2 separate regions of the Rattus norvegicus genome follow, and region 2 is linked to region 1. A link is a contact called in public Hi-C data. All regions are on one chromosome and are shown on one strand. Each heading gives the region's core, a stretch centred on a gene start, on an enhancer-like site or on the middle of the called end of the contact. The rest is flanking DNA. Distances are from core to core; before and after follow the strand shown.

The links. Hi-C and Micro-C count contacts between places; a contact is called where the count stands out from the background.
Region 2: a Hi-C map of the A7r5 cell line shows a contact between it and region 1, with 4 times the contacts expected there. The contact joins the enhancer-like site here to the promoter of Abca1 in region 1. A contact is called at or near these places in 7 of 12 Hi-C or Micro-C datasets (the A7r5 cell line, the Rat2 cell line, Schwann cells and 3 more) and 1 of 1 datasets of contacts at active chromatin or transcription factors (oligodendrocytes).

Annotation. Positions count from the first base shown.
Region 1 is chr5:72,592,663-72,598,005 of GRCr8, reverse strand. It overlaps Abca1 (ATP binding cassette subfamily A member 1), which reads left to right and starts at 1,533. Exons shown (of 50, transcript NM_178095.3): 1 at 1,533-1,754.
Region 2 is chr5:72,780,004-72,785,063 of GRCr8, reverse strand. No RefSeq gene overlaps it. Among named protein-coding and RNA genes, the nearest start is that of Slc44a1, 76 kb to the left of the region's middle. Within about 2 kb of position 2,528, at least 4 of the 93 cell types and tissues checked have an H3K27ac peak or open chromatin away from gene starts, as enhancers often do. A contact at or near this core is called in the A7r5 cell line, where this site is marked.

The DNA.
Region 1 (5,343 bases), core at 284-2,783:
ACAGAATTTAATAGGAGTACTCTCGGGAACCATACCCTTCAAACTACAAAGAGTGTGTGTGTGTGTGTGTGTGTGTGTGTGTGTGTGCGTGTGTTTTAATTGCTGTGAGATATGGAGAAGAGGAAAACTGCAGAAAAGCTTAATCTCCTAGAATCATGTGGAGAGTGGTCCTTTTCCCTTAGGCATTTTCCGTTGTACACAGATGGCCACGGACATTATTTTAAATTCTTTGCTAGTACTGGACTTTTAAAAAGTCTGGCACAGGAAATAGTTTACAGGGTATGGATGTCACTAAAAATTGGCACTGATGTTCAGTCAGTAGGATTCTGACTCTTTATGGTACTCCTCTTCCGATGACTTCAAAAGTTCCAACAAAATTCATTTTCAGAAAACTCAGAGACAGAGAGAACGCTCTCTCTAGAAAGACAGGAAGCAAGGGCTAAGGATATAGCTCAGCTGGCAGAATGCTTGCCTACTGTGCAAGGCTGGGCTCCATCTCTCCGCAACTGTACAGATTTGGGCGTGGTGCTCTGTTCCCGTAATTTTAGGCCTTGGGAGGCAAGAGGATCAGGAATTCAAGGTTATTGAGTTTATGAGCAGGCTACATGAGACTGTCTCAATTAAAACAAATAAAATAAAGGCAGAAAAACTTCATCTAACTGTGGTCGTTTGACATCATCAAAACCCACTCTTGTGACCACAGCTGCCCCCTGTGGCTTTACAGGTACCTATTACCAGTGGAGTGTGTGTGTGTGTGTGTGTGTGTGTGTGTGTGTGTGTGTGTGTGTGTGTGTGTGTCAGTCTAGAACTCTGGAAGGTAGCGGATCTTCTTTTGAAAACCGAAGTAAAGGTTTGAGGCAGAAACCAAAACAAGCTGATATTCACTTTGTCCATTCCACACCCCTTGCACCAATCTAGGACGTTTTAAAGAAGAGAAGGAAGAGACAGAAAATGATTGGCATCTGTGGGGCCGGGCGGGGGTGGGTCTGCTTTCCTTCCCAAGCTGGGGGCTGAGTAAACTAACAAAAGGAGAGAGGGAGAGAGGGAGTACGGGGGCGGGGGGGGGGAGGGAGAGAAAGAGGAAGGTAGGGAGAAAAAAACACACACAAAACAAAACAAAACAAAACACACAAACTCAAAATTCAACACCCACAAACCCCCAAACAATTGCAGAAAGAAGAGTTTAGAGGAAGCGTTTTTCCCTTTCCCACTTCTGCCGGGAATGCGGAGTCCCTGGCTCAGCTCAAGTCCGGAGTTTCCCGTTACCCGAAGCTAGCAGGTCAGGGCCGGGGCTACGAAAGCGGACCCCACGAAGCTTGCACCATCCTCCCCCAGTGTCAGCCGCGGCGCACTGTCGCCGGTTTAAGGGGCGGGCCATAGCTCCACGTGCTTTCTGCTGAGTGACTGAACTACATAAACAGAGGCCGGGAAGGAGGCGGGGAAAAAGGGAGAGAACAGCGTTTGACCGGTAGTAACCCCGGCGCTCGGCACAGCCGAATCTATAAAAGGAACTAGTCGCGGCAAAAACCAGTAATTCCGAGAGCGAGCGAGCGGGCCGGGACCGGCAGAGCCCACTTCTGTCTCTGCGGCTCAGCGCAAAGCTGGGCAGGGGGCGCCGCGGGACCCGCGCAACCACAGCCGGCTTGGGGAGCTGCTCTGCTCCCTGTCCCCACCCCCTACTTTTTTCTCCCGGTTTCTGGAAGGGTTTGTGTAGGGGTTGGGTAAACAGACGCAAACAGCAAAGTGGAAAACAGGTAAGAGGTTCTTCAGTGACTTGGGCATTTTGGTTCGGGGCCAAGGAAGCTTTGGGGAGCTCTCCATTTTGGGGACTTTGTTGGGACTCGAACTCCCATATCCCCTACTTCTGGGGATGCAAATAGGACAGGGGAGGCATAAATGGGGAAAGAATGCTCTGGGACAGATCGTGGTGACCACGGGACGCAGAACGACAGCACTCGGGTCTCCCCGAATCGGAGACCAGGGAAAGCATCTCTGGTGTCTGAGACTCGCCTCTTGGGCACAGTGAGAGCCAAGATTCCCGGGCGTCCGAGGGGAACAGCCACTGGGGTAGGGAGATGAGAGGATCCTTTACAAAGAGTCCCCCTTTGTCTAGCACCGGGTAGGCCGTCGTAGCACTTGTGGAAGTGTCACATCTGAGTCCCCACTCCATTATTTAGCTGGATCGTGTTGGCCTCTAGCTTGGAGGTCCTCTTCCCAGGACTGGGGCGGCATGTCCTTGTTTCCAAAGAACTCTAGTAAGAAGTGTCCTAAACGGGATCTTTTGTGTTATTGCGTGCTTGAGTTCTCGGGCTTTGTTCGACTCGGGGGTCCTGCCCACAGGCTTCCTGCACTCTGGAGCGCTGCATCCCCTGGCGCAAAGTGGGGGACCACTTTTGTTACTTCTAAAGACAGAAAACTTAGAAGAGAGTTTGCAGGAAGCCGAAGCTGGGGTGCCCAATTCATCCTCACCCCTTGGCCCATCTTCCTGCTTTCTGCTAGTGGTCCCTTCGGGCCGAGCACCGATTGAGAAGCTGGGGCTAGGTTTTGCAGCCGAATGACCGCAAGTAACCCCAGCGGGCAGCACAGAACTCGCAGCTCGGGTGCAGGGCTGGGCTCCGCCGCCAGGGGGTGGGGGCTGGGCGGCCTGCGGGTGGCCCCTGGAGACTGGCCCGCAGCGCCTCCTGGCAGGGGAGCCAAGGTATGGCCCGGTGTAGAGTGAGAGTCTAGTCCTTCCCTTCACTGTGAATCTAGTCAAAACTGGTGTTTCCAAACTGGGAGGAACCCTGAGGGCCGGGAAAGCCAGCCAATGTTGTTGTTTTCCCTTCTTCTAATTCTTTTTTTTTTTTTTTCGTTTCCTGACTCCCAGGCCATTGATAAACGAGGCATGGTTCTTGGGGGTGTTTACTGATGACAGGCTGGTGGGTAGGTGCCTGTTTTTGTTTTTTTTTGTTTGTTTGTTTTTTTGTTTTTTGTTTTTTTTTTCCTGCACTTACCTCTGGAAAGGAGAGAAATACTAAACAGTTTTTGTTTTTGTTTTTTTGTTTGTTTTTGTGTGTTTATTTGTTTGGGAAAACTAAGTATCTGTCACTAGAAGTAATTAGTCTCCTTCATTGGCCTCACTGGTATCACCATTAAAAAACAAAACAAGAATTTACTACCAAGTCCCTCAAAGGACGTTGGCAGAATAAATATATAATAAAGGAAAGATATTTAAACAAAAGGAACACTTCCTGGCTTAAGATGTAGGTCAATGGTACAGTGTCAACCTTGTACAAGACCTTTAGCACCACCCATCACAAAAGCAAAGCAAAACAAAACAAAACAAAAAAAACCCCACAAAATTTCCTTGACGAGAATGATACACCACTTTCTTTCTGTGGCTCAATCCTCACCTCCCACAACACACACCTGACACATGCCTGCAGGCTAGAAAACACACCCTTACCACTTAGTCATAGCTTGGAACCCAGACCTAAGTCTTAATACTCTACCAGACATAAATGCCAATTAAAAAGTACTACTCCCTTTTCTTTCAAGCCCATTTTTTTTCTATTCTAATACAGACATAAGGGCAACGTATTGCTGTTCCCATCTTTGCAAAAATACAACTCCCCCAACATCAAAGGAGGTACAGACAGCATAGAGAATATTCGAGTGGGTAGTATAATAATATCTAAAATAATACAGGTAAATTACACTTTCTGTTGTAAGCATGTCTTTTCCTCAGCGCTGCCACAAGTCATTAAAATGGTTTTTTTTTTTTAAAACGTGATGCACGGAGTTGATTATTATCTATGTGAGAACAAGTTGGATCTGAGGGGTGAGAGAAGGACATTTCCAGCAACATAATGCTCACAGTACCTTTTTGGAGCAAAAATCAATACCATAAAATAAGTGTCCCGTTGTAAAAGTCACTGGTATTCTGGACGACTCATTGGTGGTGACTTGACTATCTGTCTGAAGATGAATATTTTAATTTATTAGCACCTAAAGGTGGGCCTGTTACGGACCTCAGATGCATCTTGATTTGGAATGTGTTCGGGCTTATAGGATGATTTGGAATGTGTTCGGATTTATAGGATGATTTGGAATGTGTTCAGGTTTATGGGAGACCATGAATTAATTGGTCTGGAATCAGGAAGGGTGACTGGGGCTTGTTGGTTTCCCACTTCTGCTCATGGAAGCCCCAATGCCAACACTATCAAAACTGAATGACACTTAGCAACTCAGCTGTGTGCTGCCTTACCTGTGTGAGGGGAGCTGGGACATTCTTATGTTAAGTTTTTTCTCCTTGTTTCTGCACCTCACATACCAGTGTGCTTCCGTGGGCTGCATTTGTAGTGACTGAAAAGTGGTTAGATCTATGCTTTTTTTTTTTTAAGATTATTTTGAGTTTCTAAGATAGTTAAGTGGACATTCCTTTAAACTTTTAAATTACAAACTTTCTGGACTTTTAGAAAATACTACATAGGTGCATTGCTTTGGCATGTCTGAAACATTCAAGTGTAAATACATTTTTACATATGGTCTAGATGTTAAGTAAATAATGGATTTATTTATAAAGTACCTATGGTCAGTTATTCTGACATCAAAAATTTAAAAGATCAATCGTAATACTTGTTTGATTTACTTGTACTGGGAGAGCACTTGCATTAAAATATTGGAGCCCGCCTTTACACACGGATTTGAAAACACCTTGAATACCAATTATAGACGTGTTTGTGGCTTAATAAGTCCTTACCTGCTGCTGTCCCCGTGTTTCTCAGACACTGAGTTAATCTTCGAACCACGCTTGTTTATTGTGTCTACAGATTAAGAAGGTGGGAGGCTAACTGGTCCTTGGCGCTCCATTGCCAAGTGGCTGATTTGAGATCTGAGTTCAAATTCCAGAAGACTTTAACTGTCCACATTATGTGAGACTCTGGTACAATTTCAGATACCGTGAAATTTCTGTGTAGTCATTTGCTATCATTCTTATTGGAAGCTATGATCCATATCCTATCCCCATTTTTGCTCTGGAGTAGTCCTGTCAGATTCTCTTCTGGAAGAGAACTTGGTTGCAACACAGTGCAAACAAACAAAACACAACAACAACGAAAACCCCAGGCAGTAACATTTGTTCAATTCTCATTTAAAACCAAAAACAAAACTTGGTTTTAAATGAATGCGATACTCCTGCCTCAGCTAATTAATTGTGACTAGAGTGTGACTGCAGAGTAGTTCCTACAGATAGTGGGGCCAGGCGGTTTACTTTAATCATACGTGAAGTCCGAGTGAAAGCCTCAGACATGAAATGGTTTCTGCAGGCGGGTCTCAAGCTACACCATACACTGTCAGACGTGA
Region 2 (5,060 bases), core at 1,279-3,778, 190 kb before region 1:
CTGACATCTAGTGGAGCCAGGCGTACCACTTAATATCCCTGTTATCTGGAGGACAGATCCCCCATCTTCATAGCAAAAATAATCTAGCCTCAAATGCCCTTAGTGTTGAGGCTGATTTTGAATTATACCAAAGAAGATGGCAGGCATAAACATGGCCAGCCTGCTCCCAGCCCTGTCCTGCCCTCATGATCTTTCCTTTTATCTCTCTGTTTTAGGGTACCAGTTACCAGCTGACTCAGAAAATGATTTCTTACATCTATGTCAAGTAAAACCCCTAATTCTTTTCAGAAGCCAACTGGAACTGGAAAAAGAGATGATTTTGGAAGCCAGAAAGAAGATTCTCCCCTCAGTAATTCATCCAGACTGTGGGTTGACAGGCTTACTGCACAGGGAAGGAGAATTAATAGTTTAAACTTGGTAGACCACCTGGTCTCTGTGAGAACCACCATATAAATGGGGCACATCTCAATTTTAAAGGAAGGAACATATATCTGTCTTCCAATAAAACTTTATTTCCAAAGCAGGGTGATAGTTTGCATATTTGGAACAACAGCTCAGTCTGTCCCAGACACTTTCTCAACCAAAGCTTTATTCTGGTGCCATGCGCCTTCCTCTTATGTTCAGAAAGCTACTGAAAGCTGTTATTGGTATTCAGGGTCAGCATCACAGTCCTCTTAATGATGCTGGTCCTTCAGATTTGTGTTCTGAGATCCTGTCCTCAGTTCCTGCACAGAATGGAGAGCCTTAGTAAATACCGCAGCTGTAACACAATGTCTGTCCATTAGCAAATGCACCAAGGAGGCTGACCAACGAATGACAGAGGAACAACTGCAGAGCTTTGGAAGAATCCCACAATTCTGTGGTTCTTGCCTAAAAACACTAAGGTCAAGCCTAGAAAATAGCATTGCAGTGCATTATGGACCTCGTCATCAAAGGGGTCAGCATTCAATGAAAGAGAAATTGTGGTATGCCAGAGGACGTGACTTCAAAGCATCCATTGCTTTATTTTTAATATGGTATGGGGGGGGGGAAGATTCACGCCAGTTCTTATGTCCAGACTTGTGAGGTTCCAAAGACTTGAGAATAACCTTTGGTCCATCTTACTGGAAGCGGTCACTACATTTACCTTCTCCTGATGATGGAACTTTGGAATTAAAAGCATCCAATGGCTCGGTTTGTTGTACCTGACAGCTGTCAACAAAGAGCTTGAGGAGCTGTGCTGTGATGGAGAGGAGAGAACTTCCAGCTTCTTGGTCTGGGAGCAATAGAGAGCTTCGTGGCGTGGATCATGTATGTAGGTTCCATTACAGTTGTAACAGGAGTAGTGGGCCAACCACAGTGGACACACCAGTGCTAATAGAATCACTCTCACCCCCCATGGGTCAGGCCAGGATTCTTGAAACCAAGGATGCAGGACTGCTCTGCATACACTTGGAGCCTGGCTAAGCAAGTATGTTAATCCTCCTTAGTCACTAGGTGGCAGAATATAATTAAGATGCCAGTGTCTCCTGAAACACTGGAGGATGTTTCTCCATTCCTACTTTAATGGCCTCCTTCATTACTTTGCAGTATTTGCTAGTGACATTCAGGGCTGAGGTAATGATATAAACATTTCGCTCTGCAAACACGTCCTCGCAGTCCTTGCATCTATCCAGGTTTTTAACATTTTTTATTCAGCTGGGTCACCTCTTAGGAAGAAGCCTCTTTAACTCAAAGTACATTCCATTCTGGATGACTATTCCTCAGACCTTTCAAACTTCCAAGTTTTACCCTTTATTTTGTTATTCATTAGGGAACAGAAATAAATACCTTCCCACCATCTGTGAAATTTCAAATAATTTTTTAACAATAAACATGAGATAAATCCATTTTATAGTTGAAAATCCACGAGTCCACATGGATAACAAATATTTGTTAATAATTCTTATTTACTGATAATAAATTTGTTGATTTTCCTAATGATAAAGAATATAGTCACTCATGTGAAAAATTCTGAAAATTCAGAAAGGAATACGAAAGGAAAGATAGATGGTAATCCTATTATTCAGAGAGACCAATTTAAAAGAGGTTATGATGCCCCAGAATAATTCATCTTATCAAGTTGATGATGGGAAAATGCTAAAAGACCTATTCATAGATAAATGCAAGCCCATTAAGATCTGATCCTTGGCTACCTAAAATTCTAGGTCAGCACTTAAAACAGAACATGCTGTTTTTATTAACATTTTATTATAGCATATTTTAAGCATGTGCAAAAAAATGCAGAGAAGGTGATAAACTGGCTCTGTGTGGTTCCACCTCGCTTTAAAAAATCAACAGTACAGAGCCCATCTGATTCACTAACTCATGCCAAAGCTTCTTTCCTGTAAGATAGTCTGAGGCAAGCCCTGACTTGTTTTGCTTCGTATTTACCTAGATGAGTGTTAACCTTTAGAGTAAAGTCTATTGTGTGGCTTTGGTGATCAACACAACTAAACAAGGGAATATAATCTCATGAATCACAATAAGGGCATGCAAAGCCACTCACAGAGAGTCCCAGCCTTGCTGAGGGAGGGAATGGTCTGGCTACTGGGTCAGGCTCACTGCTCAGAGAATCTGGAATTAATTTTGCTGGGGAAAATATAACCTGAACTGATGTGGATCTGTCTACAGCCTATGTATGAGTGAATACAAAGAGTACTGCAGAGCAGAAAGCAACATATCTAACATGGGAATGGCTCATAGCAAGCCAGGGTCTCTTCCAGTGCAGGTCTTTCCGACGCCCTCTACTCTCCTCACTGGGTTCTAGACCTGAATCTGCAGTGCTGAGCCCTGTCTTTAAAGATCTTAGCTTTGTGTTCAACTTTTGCTATTTCTTCAGCCTGCCTTTCACATTTTCTCCTGGTCAACACTGGCCCACAGAGGCTTTTCACCCCTTTGCCCTTACTGGATCAGGTGCATCTTTTTTGCAACTCTTACTGTTATTTTCTTCCTCCTCACTTCCTCTTTATACTCCCAGGGTTATATGGGAGTTCCAGTCAATTCCTCTTTCCAGAGTGCTGAGACCATACACTTGGTTGGGTGACCTTACTTCCCCCAACTGCTGTTTTCCATGCATTGGACTCTTGCCACATGCCAGGCTCTGCGTGATGTGCTGGGTGGACAAGAATGAAAGAAACAGAGCCTTGCCTTTGAAGAGCTCACAGATTAGCTGGTGCCTAGGTGAACTGCGGAGTGGAAGATAAATGAACACTGTTCATTCAATGTGTGAGCAAAACAAAAATGTAGGTTCGGCTAATATGGATACTTCAAAGAGGATAGGTCTGTTCGGGGTAGCGAGGGAACACTTGCCTAGAAAGGGCATTCGCTTTCTGTACTTGCATTTATTTCATTTTGGGGTCTAAAACAAATTAGTTGTTGTAAAACTAATGTTTTATGGCATTATTTGACAGGCTATTTCCATACCCATTCTAGCCCATTTCAACTTCCAAATAAATGATACAGAGACCTGGTATTTTTACTAACAAGCTGCAAGCCCTAAGCTGGGCAGGTTCTGAGCTATTCTAATCCCACTAGGCTGCCTGCCCATTCCCAGCCACATGCCCCTTTCATTCCTTGCCACCAGGTCTTGGCCTGGCTTGCTCTGGTCCATGTGCCTTCATGGTTGCTCTCTCATTGAGACCTCATGGCAAATCCTCTTGGTCCATCCGTATGGTCTCTCCATACCTTCTCTTCCTTGTAGTCCTTCTCTCTTGGAACCCCCTTACTGGAATTGGAAGTCCTGTTCTATTCCCTTCCGCCCAGTACTTAGCTGATCAGCACTTTATTAACCAATCAGAGGTGATGCAAAACACATTTTACATGACATTGGGACTGGAGATGTTGACTATGTCAACATCTGGAATGCAATCAGATATCTGGGCATCTGAGTACACAGTACACAAAACCATCCCCCAAATATATATGTGTATTATATTTCACAAAAACCCCATTACCCCCATTGCTATTTTACCTATCTCATGTTCTCCAAAATTGATTGTCTATTTTCTTATGTAATTTCTAGAAGTTCTACATGGATATGCGAGCAAAGACACTTTTTTCTTTCTCTACAAAGGCGGTAGCATGTTGTTCTTTCTGGTATGCACTTGGTGTGTTTTCAAAACATAATGTTATATAGAGACAAGAGACTTTAGAATCAGGATATCTGCATTCAAATGCCAGCTCCATGATTCAAACTTGGCAAGTCACTCAACGTCTCTCTGGTTGCTTTCAATATTTTTATCTCTCGTTTTCAAATTCTCATAGCTTATTTTCTGCGAGACTAATCATCTATTATACGCACACAGTACACAGCATTATTAGATCTCGAGGTCTCTTTTAGGCATTCTCTTCTGTTTTGTTGGTTTCTCTGCTCATGTGTGTATGCTGCACTGTTTAACCTTTGAGGTTTTGCATTATACTTACTCTATGATCTCTAGTTGGTGACTTCAAAGATGATAGTACTTACAGTGTCCAACCACAGCAGAAGATGCAAATACTTACCTGTCTTGTTTAATGAGATATTAATCTATCCCTCAGGGCTTGGCCCTCATTATCAACTCACTTTCCAAACGTCCTACCTCTTAGTACCAACACATTGATGAGTAGTTTTAGCATAGGAATTTGGGGGGTGATATTAAAATTCAAACAGTGGCCTGGTCCTAGAATTCTTTTAGAAGACACCAGAGCTTGGAGAGGTGAAGTCATTTCACTGGGCTCCACAGCAAATAAGTGTAAAGTTGAGATTCAAGCCAAGGTCGTTAAAGTGGGATTCTCCATATAGGTTCATTATTAGAGTTGTTACAAAGCTAGGACAAAACATAAGCCCAACATATAGAACAATTACATATATTTTTCTTAATATCACACACCTAAACACAAGACTGGAAAAATATTACTACCATGTGATGAGGGCGCTTAACTCATTGGCAAATAGAGTCTGTCACTTATCAAGTGCTATGCAAGGTGCTGAGGATACAGTGACAAATGGAATCTGGTGGTCAGCCCTAATCCCTCCTCTGGAAGATAGGTAGGAGGTCTTT